Regions from separate parts of the Capsicum annuum genome. Here regions 2 and 3 are each linked to region 1. A link is a contact called in public Hi-C data. All regions are on one chromosome and are shown on one strand. Each heading gives the region's core, a stretch centred on a gene start, on an enhancer-like site or on the middle of the called end of the contact. The rest is flanking DNA. Distances are from core to core; before and after follow the strand shown.

What was found. A called contact is a pair of places that touch in the nucleus more often than the background predicts.
Region 2: a contact with region 1 is called in a Hi-C map of leaf, with 3 times the contacts expected there. The contact joins the promoter of LOC107850365 here to the promoter of LOC107850875 in region 1. A contact is called at or near these places in 2 of 5 Hi-C or Micro-C datasets (leaf and placenta).
Region 3: a Hi-C map of placenta shows a contact between it and region 1, with 4 times the contacts expected there. The contact joins the enhancer-like site here to the promoter of LOC107850875 in region 1. A contact is called at or near these places in 2 of 5 Hi-C or Micro-C datasets (leaf and placenta).

What each region holds. Positions count from the first base shown.
Region 1 is chr12:188,865,818-188,868,824 of UCD10Xv1.1, reverse strand. LOC107850875 (trihelix transcription factor DF1) reads right to left here and starts at 1,347. Exons shown (of 2, transcript XM_016695672.2): 1 at 832-1,347; 2 at 1-97. The coding sequence starts at 1,139.
Region 2 is chr12:189,162,988-189,166,049 of UCD10Xv1.1, reverse strand. LOC107850365 (protein GIGANTEA) reads right to left here and starts at 1,709. Exons shown (of 15, transcript XM_016694845.2): 1 at 1,523-1,709; 2 at 268-360. The coding sequence starts at 354.
Region 3 is chr12:189,235,387-189,238,339 of UCD10Xv1.1, reverse strand. No RefSeq gene overlaps it. Among protein-coding and RNA genes, the nearest start is that of LOC107850700, 15 kb to the right of the region's middle. Within about 2 kb of position 1,484, at least 1 of the 5 cell types and tissues checked has an H3K27ac peak or open chromatin away from gene starts, as enhancers often do.

The DNA of each region.
Region 1 (3,007 bases), core at 98-2,597:
ACGACCTTCTTTCGTTCTCCTGTGATACTTGTAAACGTTCTCGAATTTCTCTTTACATTTCTTGGCACTTCGATGATATCCCAAGTCCGCCATTTTTCTGATAACAACAACAATTGGCAATGAAACAATTAGAAAGAAACATACCAAAAAAAAACCTCTACTTAATTAACACACCTCATCTATCTTATCTGATCTCATATTCATTATCCATTAAGAATCAAACAAAATCTCGTACTAATACTTATGCTCGTATATATTTTTACATATATAAAGATAGTTGGTAATAGTAATAATTAATAAGGATTAAGAAACCATTAATCAAAACTAAGGTAATTTAAGAAATGAAAAAGCCTACAAACTGGAAAGTCATGTCTAGAAGCACATTTTTCCATTGAAAGGAAAGACGAGAAGGAAATAGCATCAAGAGTCATTATGCAAGATCTACGCAATGTTTTTCCTAGAATTCATTCATATATACCTTTGCTAAATTTATTTAGAAACAGAAAGCATTAAAAGTGTTGATGATCGAGGAGGAGAAAGAAAGTCATCCTAAATTTTGTGCTGGAATAGGCCAAAAAATTGCATAAAAACATAACTGAATAACCAAACAACTGGACAATGAATTCTTCAAAAGCTGCTGAATTCCGGATAAATGAACTGAAACAAATGACTACATATATAGATCTCTTTAGTAGTTCTTAAAAAAAAAAACACACAATAAAAAATAATGATTCGGTTACTGTGAATAATGAATACTATGCATGATGAGGAGGAGGATGAAAGGGTTGGTTAGTTAATTACTCTTAAGAAGAGAAACAAAATTTTCAGTACCTTGAAACTTCTTCCCATAAGGGTCCTTTAAGACTTGAGTCCTTGAAAACAACATCCATATCCGATCTAATTTTCAATAAACTTAAGGTCTCTTGTCTATGCCATCGATTTCCAGCTGAGTTCCTTCCTCCTTCTTCGCTAAATCCACCACCGCCAACTCCCACATCTCCTCCTCCACCATCACCCCCGCCACCCTCACTGCTTCCGCCACTTTCTGGAGCATCTTGTGATGGCGGTGGTAGTAGTGGTGGAGCTGCCGAAATGACAGCTCTACCGGGAGTAGTACTAGTAGAGGAGACACCAAGCATCTTACCCCTATTCTTCTGTGTAAGCAATTACAGCCAGCTGAAATTTTATAAAATAAAAATATTTAATCAAACAACAAAAAAGATTGGTGAATTCTATGGGTTTTTATGAAGATGGGATGTAGTGAATTTGTTAGTAATTTATTTCAGTGGGATCTGTCTGTCAATCTCGACCCCCTCCCCCCCTCCCCCTTAAAATACAAAACAAAAAAGTTTACACACACACAAAAAAAAAAAAAAAGAAAAAGAAATTAAAAAAAAAAAAAAGTAAATGTATTTTCTTTATTATCAAGATAACCAGAAGTAGGGGTGTTCATGGATCAATTTGGATCGGTTATTGGTCAAAATCATAACCAAACCAATTTAGTCGGTTTTTAAATTTCTAAAATTAAATCAAATCAAAACAAAAAAATAACCGTCAGTTTGGTTCTTCTCGGTTTAGTTCGGTTCAGTTCGGTTTCTCAGTTTATAACTTTAGTTAATCATAAAAGTTGAAATTTTTTTAAAAAAATCAAATTCAACATATGAGATGTCAACCGAGTATTGTTCCTCAACCTTGAAACCAAGATGTCAATTTACTGTTATATTTAGGCAAAGCCATGAACCATAAAAACGCTTCTATAAAAGTATTTAGAAACTATATATAAGAGAATGGATATGATAAACCCCCCAAAAAAGTAAACACATAATTTTTTTGCTCAATAAGGACCAAAAAGAAAATTCAAAACTAGTGATTATTTATAGTCTAATAAAACTCACCTATAAAATCCCGTAGACAACAAGATAATTTTCACAATTAGTATCGTTTGTCATTCGAAGTGCGAAAATCATTAGAATTTCATAACGTACCATCAACTAGATGGAGACATATGACTAAAAGTGATATGACTAAAGTTAAATTCAAAATTAATTTTTTTGATATAAAAAATATTTATATTTTATTTATGAATAATATATAAATATAAATATTTTATATATGCATACGTATATGTATATACAAATATATATATATATATATATATATATATATATACATATATATATATGTATATAATAAATTTTATCTGTTCGGTTCGGTTTGATTATTTTGTCGGTTATTTTAGAGTAAAATCAAAACCAAACTACATAAGTCTCGATTTTAAAAATTTAAAACCAAACTAAATCTAACCAAATATCAATTTTTTTAATCGATTTGATTTGATTCGCGGTTCGAGTTGATTTTTAACCAAACCATGAACACCCCTACTCCAGAAGGGGCACTTAAATTGTTTCAAAACAAAAGCAAATGTATTTTCTTTATTATCAAGATAACCAGAAGAGGCACTTAATTGTTTCAAAACAAATACTGTACTGCTACCTCCGTCTCAAATTTTCTAATTTAATTTCTCATTTTACTTGTTTTATTTTTCATTAATCAAGAAGAGACAAAAAAAATTTCATGTTTTACTTCTTACATTAATTACTTTTTCTTCAAATTAAAATATAAACATCATTCAATAGGGATACTATGATAAACTAGTCATGTTATTAATTATTTTTCTTAATCAATATGTCATCTCAATTTGAAATAGATAATTTGAGATCGAGGGAGTATTAAATATACATAGTGAATAATGTGTATGAATAGGTTGGCGAAATATATGTGTATTAAAAAAAAGGTGTATGTGTACTTGTACAGTGTATAGTAGAAGATGGATTAAAAAAAGGGAAGAGGGAGATAATTAGAAAAGGAATTACTTTAAAATTCTCTTTTTTCTCTTAATTAAATCACAAAATTTTTAAAAAATATATATATTTTTTAAATATATCTAGTTAAATTGTGGCACATAAAATTAGAGGTAAAAAAGTATTGAAAATGCATAATGAATAAT
Region 2 (3,062 bases), core at 460-2,959, 300 kb before region 1:
TTGAGTAAGATCAGTAGGCAATAGGCTCACATCCAACTTCATAGAAGGAAAGATCAGAGTCATTTTATCTTTATTACTCCCTAGAAGGCGGAACTCTTACTTCTGCTTAGTACGTTGTTTATATGCTTCTTAATAAGCCAGAGGCCACTCTTTTTTGTTCTTTTGCTAGCGCAAAAGGTCACAATAGCTAGTTTAAAATATCCCTAACAAACCCAAAAAAAAATAAAAATATACAAAGATATTGTAGTGAAGCAGATGAGCGCACACCTTCCGCTGCTGTGCATCTTGTGGAGGAGGCCAAAATAATGAGGAGAAATGAAGACCATCAATCCACCTTTCGCTTGCAGAAGCCATATATAACTGTTTGACAATCCAAGAATTTTATTGATATGAGAAACTACTGACCATCAACACCACTACAACCTCTACCATTCAAGGATCAAAATACTGTAATTCAACACATTTGAATCCTACGTTGCTCGGACTCTTCAAAAATATCAACGTGAGTGTTGTGTCGGATTCTCCAAAAGTAGCATATTTTTGGAGAATCCAGGTGCAGCATCAAAAATGAAGAGTCCCTGCAACTTAGTTTGGATCCCAATCCGAGGATTGTCCCGTTCCCTTATCAAGAAAAATCACCTTAGAGTTCCAAGCTATAACCAGCTTATGGCGGTTGTAAATTTCACTATTTTAACAGTAATATAACAATGATAACACACCAAATTTCGCTATTTAAAAATAAGAAGACAATAGTAATATACCCCCTGATCCTACACACAAAATAAATAAATAAATAAATTCAAACTGTTAAAAATATGCACAACGAAATTAGTACCTTTTGAAAACTATAAATAAAAAGGGTTAACAAAAAATAACTTTTCTTCATTTTTTTCTCATAAACAGAAAAAACGTTTGCAGTTCATTTAGAAAATTATCACTTGCACAAATTATTCAAAAATAAATAAATAACAAAGTATTATCAAGCAAATTAGAAGTGCAACTAATTCTCCAATTATATACTTTTTTTAAAATAAAAAAAAAACTTCGAAAATAGTAAAATAAAAATGATTATCAATTTTTAAAAAAAGGGATCATCAAGTAAATTAGAAGTGCAGCCAATTCTCCGATTTTATACCTTTTTTTACTAAAAGAAACAAAAAAAACTTAGAAAAATAGTAAAATAAAACTGATTATCATTAAAAAAAAATCCAAAATTAACCTTAAAAAGAGTATTATCAAGTAAAATTAGAAGTGCAGCTAATTATCCAATTATTTACTGTTTCTTATTCCTGAAAAAAAAAAAAAGCACTTCGAAAATAGAAAAATAAAACTGATTATCAATTTTTAAAAGTTCTTAACCTTACCAAAAAAATACAGCTCAACAAACATAAGCACAAATAAACATAGGAGTATGGGCATAATTTTTTTTCTAAAATTAAAGCAAAATTAAGAAGAAAAAAATTATTACAGAAAATTTATTTGAAGAAACGGGAAAAAGATTTTTCATTTTTTAGGAAATTACCGTAGATGGGAATTCTGAAAACTGTGTGTAAATCTGGTAATAGATTTTGAGTGAGATTAATTGAAGAGTATTTATTTTTTTTAAGGAAAAAGATTTTGGAGAAGAATAATACGAGGAGGACAGAGGTTTTAAAAAGAGAAAAAGATATGGAGCAGAAACAAGATCTTTAACTCTGTGTTTGGGAATGCAAACGTGGCGATGATATTTTCCTCAGATCTTAAAGTGCCCATGTGGCGACCAAGTGGACTACGCATCAGATTTTTACCGTATGGGTCTTCATGGTTTGGTTAGAAATGATCCGAATCCATTTATATTTGGTTTGATATTTGGCTAAAGCAAATAGCATTTTAAGACTTAAATTATGAAAAATAGCAATATTTTTATAAAATTATATTGTAATAAAAATAATATTTTTTTAAATGGGGTCTCTCATTTATCGCCGGTTAAAAGTTACCGTATATAAGGTTGTCTTTTTCACGCCACTTCTTTTTCTTTTTCCTTTAATTAAAAATTACTTTATCTTTTATTATTTGAAATCTCTCAGATTTCTCTTTCAAACGTTTTCTTTTCTCATTTTTTTTCATAACTTGAAAAGGATAGCGTTCCACAATTTCAGGTAACTAATAAATTCAATTATTGCATGTTATCTATTTCATAATTTTTTATTTTTTATATTTTGCACCGTAAATCATTAACAACTTCGAGTTTGAGGTTTTTATACTCTAATGGTAGAACACACATCAAAAATACGAATAAATGAGGGATACTACCTATTAATTTGTTATCTGATAATGCGCCATCATTTAGTCTTGTATTAACTCAAGACGAAATATTTAAAGTTTTTTCTACTCCTATACAGTCGAAGAAATCAGTGAGTACGAAGGAGCTTAGATTCAAGTTTCGTAACGATCCAACGAAGATGACTGATATTTAAAAAAAATTATTGAAAAAAACTTCTTCTCCCAAAGCCATAAAATTATAAAAATATTAGAAGAAAGGGAAAGCAAAAGAAATTGCAGAGTCAAGCAATATTGTAAATGATGATGGTAAAAACTCTTCTGGTCATGAGTCGAAAGAGGTTGAGGAAGAAGAGATATTTTTATTTATTGATATGTATTTAGGGATTTCAGTAAAACTGATATCATTTTGGGTTAATATATATTTTGGTGAAGCTAATATGTATTTATTGATATGTATTTTGGTGAAGTTGATAGTTTAAATAAACATTGTGGGGTAATATGTATTCATTTGTATTTGTATGTTAAATACATATGCTAATTTACATGTGTAAAAAATATATTTATATATAATTGTTATGTATTTTCAGTATATTGAAATGTTGAAATATACATTTGGATATTCTATTTGTTTAAACATTCAGTTGGGGTTATTGATGTATTTGTATTTTTTTGAAATACAAATACATTTTCAAATATTTTTTCAATACTGTATATATAGGCTTGGCATATATACAAATTGACTGACTAAATATACATTTAAGGTACATGAAAGTATTTTGTATTTTTATATATACATATGC
Region 3 (2,953 bases), core at 235-2,734, 370 kb before region 1:
TATATCATATAAGAAGTCACTTTGTAAATCGATTCCATTAAGTATACTAGATATCGGAACCCATGCCAGCACAGACCCAATATGTCTCACTCGTTTTACCTCAATTTATGTGACATAAATAGATTTTAAAAGTCAATTAATTTTTTATCGTGATTTAATAATTTTAAAAGTATTTTAAGTAGTGGTTATTGTAATTTATAGTATTTTTTTAATGTAATCTAAAATATATAAATTATTGAAAATGCATTTGCTCCTCTATCCAAATTTCCGTGACACCGATGAAATTTGAAAAGGAAACCAAATTTTTGTTTCACCATAACTTTTTCATTTATTTTTTTTAAAAATATTTTAAGTTGTTAAGTATTGTGATTTATCGTACTATTTACGTAATTTCTAAATATATAAGATATCAAGATTTTTTGTTTAATAATGTCATACTTATCTTATTTCTTTTTGAAAAAAAATAAATCAAAGGCTATATTAAAAATGAGAGCACTTCATTTATTAATTGCAAACACACTAAATCAATTTGATCTCAAAATTATTTATATGCTTCAATTTATACACCGGTCTTTATTTTTTGAAACTCAAATTATCTGAATTTTGTATTATTTTAAAAACTTTTTTTTAGATTATGATATCATGTGAAGAATTGAAACTTATAATATTTTTTATACAATTTTTGATATCTAAATTTTACTATTAAAAATATTAATTTTTTTTAATAAAGAGGCAAAGTAAAACAAAGTAAAAGATCTAAGTCCCAGTGAAATTATGTCAATTCAAAGTGTTATCTAAGTTAGGCTAATTAATGGAATAAAATTTTCAGATTAATTGAGTATTAAGGCATCTAAGAAGCATGTAACAATAGTTTCATTCTCTATGGCACAGCTCTTACCACTTCGTAAATGCGTCTTGTTCTTTTGGAGATAACATGATTGATCGATAATATATTCAAAATACATTTTCGAATAATATTTTCAAAAAATGTAGCTTTTTAATAGTTCTTAGGTTATGCCCTTTTTTAAAAATTAAAAAAATATCATTGATGTCCACTCATTTTTATTTAGAAATAAATTGAAAACATAAAAAATATCACTTATTTTAAAATAGAGGAAGTAACAATTTATAATGTACTGTGGGAAGGATAAAATGTTTGAATAAACAAAATATAATTCTATAGCTATAGTAACAAAATATATGAACCAATCAAAAATAACAAATCAAACATTCAATTACTAAAATGTTCCTAGAGCCTATATAAAATGAGATTCTGCAACAATTTAATCAAAAGTGGTGTATAATTAATTTATCATAAAAGGGCTTAAAGTATGGTAGATTCACAGAAAATTATGTAAAGCAGTGTAAAGTAACAATTGGACAAAGTAAGGGCAAAGACAGATATAATAAGGACAGGCTGCAGCTGACATTTTCGTCCATCATAGTGAACTGCACATAAACTATGTAACAGCTTAAGCAGAGGGTACAAATGATAAAACAACATGGAACAAACAGAAAAATATCCTTAGGTGCCAAAGTAGACATGTTGACCTCTGCCTTCTTTGGCACCAAAACTCCCTTTTATAATATAGGTAATATCTAAAGTATATCTCTTAAACTGAATATCGAGATTCATAGATAACAATTTGTACACCATTTCATAAATTAAAACACTTAATATAATATAAAATTTAGTAAGCATTAATTTTTATACTAGTTTTTATAGTGAGATACTCATTTTGTACATATAAAAAATATAAGAATACCACTTTGTTTGCCTTCAATTTTATGGGTATAAATCTACTGAGCACCATTTTTCATATAAACTCACACAATAAAAAAAATTGTTTTATAGCAACTTTAATACCATTAACATACATTGAGAATGGGATAAGTATTATTTAGTGAATGAAATGAATATATAAATTGATTTCAAACATAATTTCTTAAGTTTAAAAAAAATATAACCAAAAAAAATTATAAATCTGACACAGCAAAAATCAAACACTTTAACTAAGATGCATTGCTCGACAGAGCCTAGATCAAAAGGTAAGACTGAGCTCAAAAGACACAAAAATCACAGATAATATTTCAAAGGTATATTTACTACAACATCATTGTACCCTATAATTACTACTATATATTAGAGAGGATACCAATTTTTGGTAGTCCTTACAAGGTTATTATAGTGATTTAATTAGTTTCTTTATCCTATATTATTGTTTGGTTGATATAGATAAAGTTACTTTGTGTTCTTTCCTGCTATATGGACCTTTGCACTTGGTGCATTTCATAGTATGAGAAATTATTTTATTTTTTTTGTAATTTTAATTGTTTAATTATTATTTTTTTAAAAATAATTGGGAGTAGGGCAAGAAAAATTAGAGAGGTGATTACAAAGCGAAAAATTAAATATTTGCCAACAAAGTAAAGTTCAGATATTCAATAAATTGAACTATTCGAATTACTATATTGTTTAACTAATCAGTAAATCATTTTTTGAATCTTCCATTATAATATTTTATCTCTCACACTTACATTAATGCTATATATTATAGATATTACCAATTTTTGATAGTCCTTACGTGATTATTATAATGATTTAATTAATTTCTTAATCCTATAATATTGTGACATTTGATTGATACAAATGAAGTTAATTTGTGTTCTTTTTTGCTATATGGACCTTTGCATTTGGTGCATTTGTTATAGTATGAGAAATTAAGTTTTTTCTTGTAACTTCAATTGTTTAATTAACTTTTTAAAAAAAAAAATTGGGAGTAGGGCAAGGACAATTAGGGAGGCGATTACAAAGGCAAAAATTAAATATTTTCCAACAAAAGAAAGTTCAGATAGTCAATCAATTGAATTATTCGAATTTTTATATTGTTTAACTAATCGGTAAATCATTTTTAAAATCTTTCATTATAATATTTTATTTTTCATACTTATA